4 separate regions of the Sus scrofa genome follow, and regions 1, 3 and 4 are each linked to region 2. A link is a contact called in public Hi-C data. All regions are on one chromosome and are shown on one strand. The core of a region is the stretch at or near the end of the contact, and the rest is flanking DNA. Distances in the headings are between cores, read along the strand shown. Region 1 has its middle 65 kb from the start of NRIP1. Region 2 has its middle 160 kb from the start of NRIP1. Region 3 holds the start of NRIP1 (nuclear receptor-interacting protein 1). Region 4 has its middle 84 kb from the start of NRIP1.

Evidence for each region. Hi-C and Micro-C count contacts between places; a contact is called where the count stands out from the background.
Region 1: a Hi-C map of liver shows a contact between it and region 2, with 3 times the contacts expected there. The contact joins two enhancer-like sites. A contact is called at or near these places in 4 of 47 Hi-C or Micro-C datasets (liver and skeletal muscle) and 1 of 2 datasets of contacts at active chromatin or transcription factors (skeletal muscle).
Region 3: a contact with region 2 is called in a Hi-C map of liver, with 1.9 times the contacts expected there. The contact joins the promoter of NRIP1 here to the enhancer-like site in region 2. A contact is called at or near these places in 1 of 5 promoter capture datasets (liver), 6 of 47 Hi-C or Micro-C datasets (brain, embryonic fibroblasts, liver and 1 more) and 2 of 2 datasets of contacts at active chromatin or transcription factors (alveolar macrophages and skeletal muscle).
Region 4: a Hi-C map of liver shows a contact between it and region 2, with 6 times the contacts expected there. The contact joins two enhancer-like sites. A contact is called at or near these places in 3 of 47 Hi-C or Micro-C datasets (liver and skeletal muscle).

Annotation. Positions count from the first base shown.
Region 1 is chr13:179,979,786-179,982,603 of Sscrofa11.1, reverse strand. No RefSeq gene overlaps it. Among named protein-coding and RNA genes, the nearest start is that of NRIP1, 65 kb to the right of the region's middle. Within about 2 kb of position 1,458, at least 33 of the 83 cell types and tissues checked have an H3K27ac peak or open chromatin away from gene starts, as enhancers often do. A contact at or near this core is called in liver, where this site is marked.
Region 2 is chr13:179,751,810-179,754,723 of Sscrofa11.1, reverse strand. No RefSeq gene overlaps it. Among named protein-coding and RNA genes, the nearest start is that of NRIP1, 160 kb to the left of the region's middle. Within about 2 kb of position 1,378, at least 8 of the 83 cell types and tissues checked have an H3K27ac peak or open chromatin away from gene starts, as enhancers often do. A contact at or near this core is called in alveolar macrophages and liver, where this site is marked.
Region 3 is chr13:179,914,969-179,917,796 of Sscrofa11.1, reverse strand. It overlaps NRIP1 (nuclear receptor-interacting protein 1), which reads left to right and starts at 1,571. Exons shown (of 3, transcript XM_021070819.1): 1 at 1,571-2,828.
Region 4 is chr13:179,998,834-180,001,533 of Sscrofa11.1, reverse strand. No RefSeq gene overlaps it. Among named protein-coding and RNA genes, the nearest start is that of NRIP1, 84 kb to the right of the region's middle. Within about 2 kb of position 1,448, at least 19 of the 83 cell types and tissues checked have an H3K27ac peak or open chromatin away from gene starts, as enhancers often do. A contact at or near this core is called in liver, where this site is marked.

The DNA.
Region 1 (2,818 bases), core at 209-2,708, 230 kb before region 2:
CCATCAATTTATTCCACAAATGGATAGGGCATTTTATACGTGGAGAGAGGGGCACTGATGGTTATCCGAATATCACTAACGTGTCCCACAGAACCTACTTGGAATAATTTTTTACTATTAATTTCACCAAGAGTGCTGATATGCTTTATATATATGATAAAGCTAATTTCTAATTTTTACATTTAGTAGAAATGAGGTTTTTTAACATTAGCAAAATCAGAATCTTATTAAATTTTAGGAGTGGATATAACTTTTAAAACCCTTCGGTTCTTTTTCTGGGTTCTGTTTGGTGATTAAAATGTTCTCATTTCAGTCTTCTTAGATTGGATTTATCATGCTTATAGTTTTTCTTAGACATATTTCGATTGTTTTCCAAAACTAGAATTTTTACAAGTTGTTTCATACATTCATTTTTATATTAACTCTTATAAAGAACGCTAATGGTTTCTATTTTCCTGATCAACAAGGAATTATTGAGGGAAATAATGGCCATTACTTATGAAGCATTTACTATATATGCCTGGTCTTGGATTAAGCTGCATGAACCGTGTCACTTCATTCTTAAAAGAACAGCATACATTAGGCATACTGGTATTATTTGCATTTTATAGATGAGGAAACAGAGGCTTAAAAATTTAGGTCAGAAGTTCCCTGGTGGCTCAACTCAGGTTGCTGCTGTGGCCCGGGGTTCAGTCTCTGGTCCGGGAACTTCCACATGCTATAGGCGTGGTCAAAAACAAATTAGGCCACTGATGCCACACAGCTAATAAATGACACAGCTGTCATTAAAACCCACGTCTTACTGATTCCAAACCCACTCTCTTGACTGCAACTTTAGCCTGTTTCGTAATTGATTCTTAAATTTCTAGTTCTATGACCTTCACTGTGTCTAGTTAAGCCATCACAAACCATGTGCCATTACTCTCTGCTCAAACATCTTCCGCCGACATGTTGGCGTATGTATACATATACAGATATATGTATATTTGATCAAATTGGAAACACTGAAGATCATGATGCCCTACATCTCATGCCTTAAATAGGCTTAAGGAGCCTCTGCATAAGGGTTTCAACTTTAATGACTGCAATGTCCTCTCAAAAAGAGATGACCTTACTAAAGGTCACTTCTGGGTAAATAAAACTCTGCTGCTGTTGACTTTTGATTCATCATCACACTGATATTTAGTGTCAGTCCAGTGTGCTGGATGAAGCAGCAGTCTTGAGCTCTTATAAAGGGAAACAGGTGGCTGGTCACATTGGACATATTCCCTTTGGCAGAGGTGGGGAAACTGCAACTAGTATTTAGCATTTTAATTGAAGTTGGCATTTGCAGAACCACTTTTCTCTTTAAAATTCTTTTCAAATGAGAGACAACCAAAATAGAAAGTATTATAACTCCTTCCTGTGTCATGTACATTTAGCTCCTTCAGAAGACGAGACTTCCCTTTGCTTTGACTCGAACAGCATTCGCGTGCTCCCAAGCTGATATTCAGTTGCCAAAACTAATACACGCAGGTGTTTAGCGTATCAGGGAGAGTAAATGTTTTTGTCAACTTTTTAAACAACTTCCCCCACAATCGCCAATGCTCTCCAAATAGAATCTGCTGACTTCAATGGCAGGGTCAGTGTTCCAGAGTGACTCACTGCCCCGGAGAGAACAAACAAGCTCAACAAAGGCTACTTGAAGATGTAAATGCCCTTTCCTTATTGCTGGTGAAAGCTAGGGTTTTCACAAAATAGAACTTAAAAGCCTGTGGGTGGGGGTTTTTGCTGTCTCAGATATCCCAGGGCCTCAAGAAATACACCCTCTAACAACTGTTTCCCTCCCCTACCTCTCCCAACTCCTAGAGTGCACCAGATGCATTCAGTTCCTCAGTGAAAATACTCCTGAACCTGATCCAGACCAGCCCTAACCCACGCCACTTCCCAGAAGCTAGCCTTGCCAAGGTCTCCAGTAACACGCTCACTGCCAAAACCAGATGGCATTTCTCCATCTTGATGCTCCTTGACTTATGTACAGAATTTGACACTGCTGATAACCAATTACACAACTCTCTCTCCTTGGCTTCTGAGCCTCTTTCCTCATTTAGTCTGACTCTCACCTCATCTACTTTAGAGACCCTTCACCACCACCCCTTCCAAATTAGCTTTTTCATGTTGGTTGCTTCACCAATGGCAGGGGCCATGCTTAATTCGTGTTAGAACCCCAGTGCCTAGATAGCGCTTGCAAAATAACATGACCTCAAAAAAATATTTGTTGAATGAATACATATATCTAATAAAACCATATCTGTGTTCACCTCTGTTCTCCACATTGCTTCTGTCTGCAAGACAAGTTCCATAACAATTCATATTAAATGGAAATTTATCATCTGTCTTTCACTTTGCCCACATCTAACATCCATGTATCAGTAAAGAACACTGATAAATAAGAAAGCTCCCAAATAAAACACCTCACTGGCTCTTGGTTGTTTTTCGATTTCTATTTCCAGTTCCTAATTAAAGCTGCTTTTTCAGTCATGACATTTTCTGAATCTGATTTGTCTTCTTTTCAACTCTTCTGAAGGATTTTTTATAGAATAAACAAGAAAAAGCACTCTGTGTTCAATTGGCATTTTGTATAGTAACTATTTGCTGTAATGTATTACAAAGAGCAGCCAATTAATATTTGTTGAGTGATAGCCACACAAATAACTGGATTATGTGAACTGTTTCTCAATTTGATCATTAATGCAGTCCAGACACATGAATTAGTGGTTCCATGTATGTTTATTTCAGTCATTTTAATGACCAAATCGTATTATCTCAGAGGTGATAT
Region 2 (2,914 bases), core at 129-2,628:
GTCACAATTTCTTCAGAGCTGTATCTTCTAGTTTTAGTTTGTGTTAAAATTAATCAGAAAGTCGAAGAACTTAACTGACATCAGTGAAAAGTCTTTATTATGCATGTGTTCATTGTAAACCTTTATTTCAAGGTTCTCACTATTTTCTCTACTTTTCTCATTAAGCTGTCCAAAAATTATTAAGGTAGAAAAATATTTGGATAAATTATGACACAGGTGATTTCTTAAAAGATTTTTGGAGCAAATGTTCATTCACAGAATGGACTTTTTATTTATTATTTTTTTTAAGGAAAAGCATTCTCAAAGAGTATACATTGAAAAAAAGTAGACACATATATTATTTACTTTATTAGAAAAGGACACTTTGGGGGTACATACCATAACAGTCTAATGGTGATTCAGGGAGTTTTTCTAAGCAAATTGATTGGATTAGGTTAGTATTTAGTTGGCTCTTCCATACTTCTTAAATTTGCCATTTTTATTTTAAGAAAGCTAGTCTTATCCTTATTAAATGTAGCCGTCCCTTGGCATCTATGGGGCTTTCAGGAATTTTTTTTTCTGAATATTTTTGATCTATGGTTGGTTGAATCTGAAGATGTGGAACCTGCAGAGATGGAGGGTCAACTGTACATATTTAGGGCTCTACCACTGTTCTCATGGCTCCATTTTTGAACTTTAACATTTGAAGTTTTCAAATATAGTCCATTCCTTATTCCCAGGAGGTTCATTGTGTTCATTCATCCATTTCTCTATTTTCTCCACATCCCTCTTCATTTTCAGCAAACCTCTTAATTCCACAGTCCTTTAAATCTTTCTGATTTAAACCACACTTGAACTGTTTTTGAGCAAAACAAACAAATGTAAATCATGTAGAATTCATTGTAAAAATTGCCTTAAGATGAGACTGTAAACACAATTATTTAAAAAATATCTTAGATCTAACTTTTCCAGATAAGCCAATCTCAGGGCAGAGATAGGTTAGGAAAAAGCTTTACCGACTGCTCTTTCTCTGAGATTCAAAAAAATAAGTTCTGATGTTCAATTCCAAGTCAAGTGATAAAGATCAAAGACATTTTATTACAATATTTTTATTTTTATTGAACAGATTCACTTTGGATCTTAGCTTGCATTTGGAATGTTTACCTTTTAATAAGTGATCTGTTTAAATGTGGATCAGAGAACAAGGGTTTCTGTTTTACAGTTCAACTTTTGACCTTGGGGGATGAATGGGTGGAGGCTCAGAGGAAAAGTCCACTGTGTTTTTACTGAACTTTTTACCCTTAAAAAAAAAATGAGCAAGTTTAAAGTTCACACAGTGCACAAGAGGTCTCCACTGGGGATTTCTGGTATTATTAACTTCCTGACCTCAGATAATTAAAAAGAAAGAGCAGAGCCACCTCAGACTATGACTCAACTTTGAACTTTTAACCTCCCAAGTAAAGTATTTAAATTGTAAATGGTAGACTCTGGAAGCTTTCTTATTGCTATTAACTTCTTTCATCCTTGGTCATGAAGTTATAATTTAGGCCAAAAGCAGAGCCCGATCTTTCCTTTTTATTTACTTAACCTCTTTTAGCAGAAAGGACTGAGAACACCATTTACCTAGAAATGACAGGTATTCTGGTGAAAGGAGTTAAGCTTAAAGGGTCATTGAATTTTGGAACTAGAAGTAACTATATGATCTGTCCAGGCTCCTCAGCTGTGAAAGGGAGTACCGAGAACCAGGGAGGTGAGTGACTTCCTTGAGGTTAGACACTTAACAGGAGAACAAAAGAGCATCCCTGATTCTTTCGCTGTGTTTGCTTCTGTAGTAGAGGGATGCAGCATAGAGGTCTAGAGGATCCGTAGCTTTTATTTTTATGTTAAAATTCATAAAATAGGGAATTCAGAAGCCTAGGTCCTAAGTGACCCCTTCACTCTGATGGTTGGTATAACCTCAGGAACACATTTAACTTTTCCAAGTCGTGATTTGCTTGGTTGTCAAATGGAATGTAGTTGGGGGGAGGTAATAATCATTCAAGATCTTTTGTGTTATGACAGTTTTTGGTTCAGCAGTCTTCTTGCCTTAAGAATTCTTGCTATGATTCATACACAAACACTGTATAGATACACCATTCTTAGCAACAGCTGGGTTTTCTTAACATGGAGGATAGAGCTAGATTTGAGGGTAATTGGTTACATGACACTGGCTTGACCGTGATGATGAGACTCTCCTTACTTTAAGACAAAAATCCCAAAGGAAGAGGAGGAAATCATGTAGAGAGATGTGAAGAACAGAGGGGAGAAGAACAAAAGAACTAGGACAAAGAAAGGAGGGATGACCAGGAGAACAGGCTTTGGAAAGGAGGGTGGCAAAGAGATGGTAGCCCTGTCAGGTGGATGAGGACCCCGCCAGTGCTTGTGATGCTGAGAAAGCCGATGCATGCATTGTGAATCTGCGGGAGCCACATGCTCTTAACACTGAAGCTGAGATAGGCAACTCTCCCTGGCACTGGTGCAACACGCAGCGTGTGGAAGAGTCAGTCATCCTGGTCCGCTCTTCCCTCCTGCGATTCGCTAACACCTTTATTGCCTCCAGTTAGTTACTCACACCACTCTCATTCCCATCTGTCAAGGAGAGTTCCCTTCCAACATTCTGTCCTTCTTTTCTTGTACAAAAGAGATCCTCCCAGCAGCGTGGTGACAAAGGACCGAGCTGATACTGAACTCTGAGATAAAGCAAGTTTGGACTGGGGTGAGCAATGATGGTCTCATTTCCTGGACCCAAGAAACAAGAGAGATGTGACTGGAGGCTTTGGCCCAAACCTTCATGCAGAGGCAGCAGGAGGGGAGGGGAGATGCAATGGCGGTCTGGCTGGAGGCCTGTCTGTTCGGCCTGGTAGTAGTGGGTCTGGGGTCACTGCCTGGTCAAAGT
Region 3 (2,828 bases), core at 322-2,821, 160 kb before region 2:
TAAGAGACTGAGAGACATAACAACCTAACTACATTGAGATCCCATTTGAATGTTTTTGTCAGCTGTCATAGTTCACTAGTCACTAGTTCATGGTGTAGAAAGTGGGCTCAATACTTCTCAATGTCCATTTTTGTTTTCTTCACACTTTGCTACTTAAAGAGTCTTTTCCTTTTCTGAGAACCGCTTTCCACTTTGCCTACTTGGCAAATTCTTCTTACCTATGAATGGCCAGCTGAAGCACTCTGTTCTCTGTAAAACTTTCCCTGAATTGCCTTACCCCACACCTGAACCCCAAGTAGAATTAAAGACTCTGTCCTGTGGCTATGACAGTATCTTGTCCAATATCTACCGGATGGCTACCGCTGGCACACACAGTGTGCCAGGGATAAGTGATGGAGGTACCCAAATGTGAACGAGAGGGATATGGCCCCTGGGGCTGTAGTACTTGAACTTAGAATGGTTAAACATCCTGTCACCAACTGGTGTGAACAATGCTCTAGCAGGACAGACTCAGGGAGCACATCATAAGCACGCCTCTCCCAGATGCCTTCTTTGTGGGGGATGAACATATTGAGCCCGAACTGTAAGTCTCTGAGCCCACAGGAACCCCAGGGTTTGTAAACCTACTTGTGTGTTTAAGTATATAAGCTCAAGGGTGTCTTTTTCACATCACGATTGGTTATATGAGAGTTGTCTTCACTACACAAATTACTGAATAGGCATTCTTATATTACATATATGCCCCAGTATCCTTGCAATGACTCTCTTAGCCAGGAAACTTAGGTATTGATTTTTTCAAAAAAAAAAAAAAAAAACAAAGAACAACAAAATAGCCCCAACACAATTAGAATGATTAAGTAAAAATGAATTCTGCAAAAGGTGTGCAATTTACTTAACACTAATGCACTACCAAAAAGAGTTCAGGATTTCAATGATTGGAGTTCTGTGAGGTTGAGAAGAGAGCTTAATAATGAGGTGAGCAGCTTTGTTAAGTCACCTAACATATTGCAGCAGACTTTTTTAACACTAGTGTTGGAGGGCAAGACCAAAACTTGATATAACCTGACTTAGGAAGTTGTTTATCTACCAACTGCAATCATCTAAAACTCTTGCTAAGAAGCAAAAAGAATATTTTCAGAGCAACAGTTGAGCGGTCCAAATGTGTCACAGAATCTATGCACTAAGGTTCATGTGCTTTACTCCTTGGTGAGCACATTAGTTCCTTCCAGGGAACCCACTCAGTTTTACTTTAGACTGTATTGTGACAAGTGAGGCTATCTGGATTCTCAGACCTCACCAGACTAGCAGCTGCCAATCAGAAGAGGAGGAGAATGTTGGAGGCAGGCATGCTGGCAAAAGAGAGAAAAGACACCAGATTGTCAGTTAGAGAAGGGGGAGAGAAACTACAACGGGCAGAGATAATCACTCAGTCCCAGTATCCCAGAGTCTTTCAGGGCAGAGACTGATGGCTTATATACCTCCTGGGAGCAGCCTTAACACCTTGGAAGAAGCCTGATAAAGAACAGGAACTGGACGTAGTTGCTAAATCCACTATAACCTACTATATAATAAACACTTTAAATAAAATTAACCCAGAATTTCGACAAAAAGCCAAACTGTTTTAGAAAACAGAAATATTTATAATACATAGAAAACATTTGTACAAGAGTTAAAACAAGTTTGACTTTTTTTATTTTTAAACAAGTTTGACTCCTTAAAGAGCCAAGCTCCAATTATGCTGATCATCACTTAATTGGAAGACTTGGCTTTGCATCAATCCTGGGTTAATGTTATGCTATAGAACAGCAGACTTTACCAAGTTGTCTTGAACAGATTTCAAACAGTGGTATATGCAAATAACAAACTATCATAAGAGGTCTAAACTGTATAAGAGGGCGACAGACTGCACAGTTGAATCAACCACCAGAGTGATGTAAAAGAATTGTTCTAAAATGCAGTATCACCATGGAGCAAAATAAACCTACCATGTACCCAGCACTGTGCTACGGGCTGGATTTAAGAATTAATTTGAAAAATTGCTTTCACTTTTCAGATTGTGAAGGTATTCCAGAACTCTCATTCATATTTGTAAAGGTTAAATGACATTTTAAATGCACAGCACAGCCATTACATAACAGGCATAGAATACTGTTTATGACTTGGATAGTTCTTTTTTTTAAGTGCACCAGCAACTCTATTTTCAAATGCTATGGAATTCACAAGGTTTCCTACATAGAAGAATGGAATGCCTCATCCACTCACTTGTTTTGTGTAATAAGTGTTTTAAAACAGGCATGCCATTTCGGAGTTTAAAGGGAGGCTAAGCTGCACTTTAGCGTTTCGGAGCAAGCAAAAACAATTTCAGCAACGGTACTCATTTCCCCCGGTAATTTTGTTTTTCATGGCGAGTTACTAAATGCTAGATGCTAGTAGTCAAAAAGAAACCTGACATCTGGGGAGGTGTTGAGGGGGTGTTAATAGTTCTAGTTAGATGTCTGGGGAGCGCTGAGGATAAGATTTTAAAACAGCAAATACAGGGAGAAAGGGGAAATTACGGTTTCGTATGACTCTCTCCTCCCTCCACTTTCTCTCTTCACCAATCCTTATCCCCCTCAATTTAGAGGCGGGTTCAGCGAGATCTGGCTGCAGGAAACCAAGAGGCTCCACCGCGCTGCCGCCCCAGCCTCGTGATGTAATTGTTATTTCTTATTCGGAGCTTGAACCAGGGAGAGCTGCTGAAGAAGTGGCAGCCCTGTGCCTTTTGCCTTGTCTGGTCGGGTCAGATTCTTCCCGGGGATGATGTAGATTCGCTGACGGACTCCGCTGGA
Region 4 (2,700 bases), core at 199-2,698, 250 kb before region 2:
AGAGCCCAACATGGTATCCATAAGGATGTGGGTTCAATCCCTGGCCTGACTCAATGGGTTAATGATCTGGTGTTGCCACAAGTTGTGTTGTAGGTTGCAGATGCAGCTTGGATCCGGTGTTGCTGTGGCTGGGGCATAGGCCCCTGACCTGTGAATTTCCATATGAAATAAATAAATACATAAATAAATATCTGGATCATTGTAGGCTTTTACAAGAAGCTGCCAAAGGAATGAAACCTGGTGAGGATCTTTCAAAGTCTGTTCTAATATAAAGAAAATGTGAGCCAGGAAAATCTCAGCTTAATTTTATGAATCACAAGCAACTTATCTCCTAAACTCTAAGCATTTGGGGCTCTAGTGTATCATTGTGGGCTGTGCTCCTCCCCGAGGTAAAATATTAACCATGCTATCACTGGAAGGAGCAGCTTCCTAACCGACCCACTTGGTAAGGAATCTAAAATCCTGCCTCCTTGGCACTGGGGGCCAGGAGGAAGGGAGAGCCTGAACCACAGGTGCTGGCTCTAGACCAACACAGAGTCAAATCCTGTTTCTCAAAACCCTTACCTAAAGCCTTCTTTCAAATTACATCTTCCAAACTACCTGCCCTCCTGGATTTTATTTTCCATAAAGTAAAGAAGGAAAAAGAACTACACCCATGTAAGGAAAATTGGCATCCAGACATGAGAGGTAGGCTGGACCAGTTGAAAAAGTGCTGAGAGGAAAGGCAAAGAGATGGACTGTGGTCTGGGTTCTAGAATATATTAACTCTGCAACCTAGGCCAAGTTGCTGACATCTCTGAGCAGCAGTTTCCTCATCTGTGAAATGGGGATGCTAATTAAAGTTTTGCCCACCTTCCGGAGATTCTTGCTAGATCAGGTCAAAAAGTGGGAACCACTTGAAAAATGTTTCCCTCCAAGTCCTTCATAAATATTAAAAAAAAAAAAAAAAAAAAAAACAGCTAAAGAGGGATTCTCTATACAGAAATGAATACCACTGGTCTACTCTTATACAGGGAAAGGACTTACTCAGTTCTCAAGGGTAAATCTAGTATGTTTTTGCTCTTTGATCATTAGAGAGAGAATTCTTTGACCTGTCTGGAAATTGTCCTCACAAGGACCTACTTCAAAAGCCCTTAGTCTGATGTGTCTGCTTGGACCACACTTATTCCTTAGAAATAGATTTCTGACCTAGTCTTTCATATGTTCTGCTATCAATTGCTTTTGTATACACACAAATCCTTGAGAAATTAGTTTGGGACTGTTTAAACTTGCATGTGAAACATAAGTGTAAGAATCTGGGAAAATAATCTGTCAGTTGTATGTCATAATCGTCTTAAATAAGCAGTTGGAGGCTTATCTAAAGCTGGCCCCAGCTAAACAAAGAAGGCAGTCAGCGGAGCCTCAGACACTGAACTCTGAACCCTGGCCAGACCTTGCGCCGGGCAGCCTGGTAACAGGAAGGCAGCAAGACACACTTTGAACCAGGGGTTCTAAGGCTGCGGTGGGGTTATGGACAGGGTGACAGCTGCACTTTGCAGCCTGAACTTTGTACCTAGACACCGGGGCATTTAATCTCCATAACAGGCACTTTGTTTCATTACTTATTAACAGCTCCTCCTTGAGTAAAGTTCTTTGTTAATGGAGCTTTAAAATACGATCCCTCTCTCCTTTATCCCGGCCATGGGGGTAGGCGTCTGGGCTGCTTCTCACTGATGGGGCCGGAACATGGGCCGGTCCTTCCAAAGAGAAGCCTTTTCTTCTGTTCAGAACAGGCCCTTGTAGAGGGGCCGCTTTGCAATGACTGCTCCAGAGGCCACACACTGTGGCCCAGTTTATACTCAGAGAAGGTCACCACAGTCCTGGTGCCATTAAATGTCACACCGGGCAATGACTGGTGTCACTTCATCTCTCCTTACTGCACCTCTTCTCGTTTCGCCCTTCTTTTTCCTTCCCCCATTTTTTTCCTCCTTTCCTCATTTCTTTCTGCACATTCAGCTTCTCAGTGGCGCGAGAGTTAAATAATGGTGACCCCTGTCACATACATCATTTCCCCAGCCACTGTAGCCAAGACATGTTTTGTAGCAGCTGGAAGTCCAAGCAATTTAAGTGCACATTCAAGCATCCTTCTTCCCTGGATTTGGAGTTTGGATTAGCAGATGTAAATTAGCATATAGGTGATGGATGAACAATAAGATCCTACTATGTAGCACAGGGAACTATATTCAGTAACCTGTGATAAACCATAATGAAAAGAATATAAAAAGGAATATATATATGTGTGTATATGTTTGTGTATATATGCATTAACTGAGTCACTTTGCTGCACAGCAGAAATTAACACATTATAAATCAACTATATTTCAATACACTTTTTAAGAAACAGGAAAAAAGCATTCTCCTTCCTAAATAAACACATTTCTACTTCACTTCAGCACATCAGTAATTGATATCCATAAGCCCGAAGTGTTAGCTATTTAAAGAGAGGGTCTAGACTCAGGAAAAGGAACATGGGTTATTAGTGAGTTAAGCATTAGTTATCATCCATAAAAGAAATCCTAGTCCTACTGAAGATACTCACACTTCCATGCCCCCAGCCAAAAAATATATAGACACTGTCTCAGTTGCTAAAGTTTGTTCACTATTGATCAGTGAACAGGCTTTGGTGGAGGTACTGACTCCAGGCTATTCATTTAGTCACTA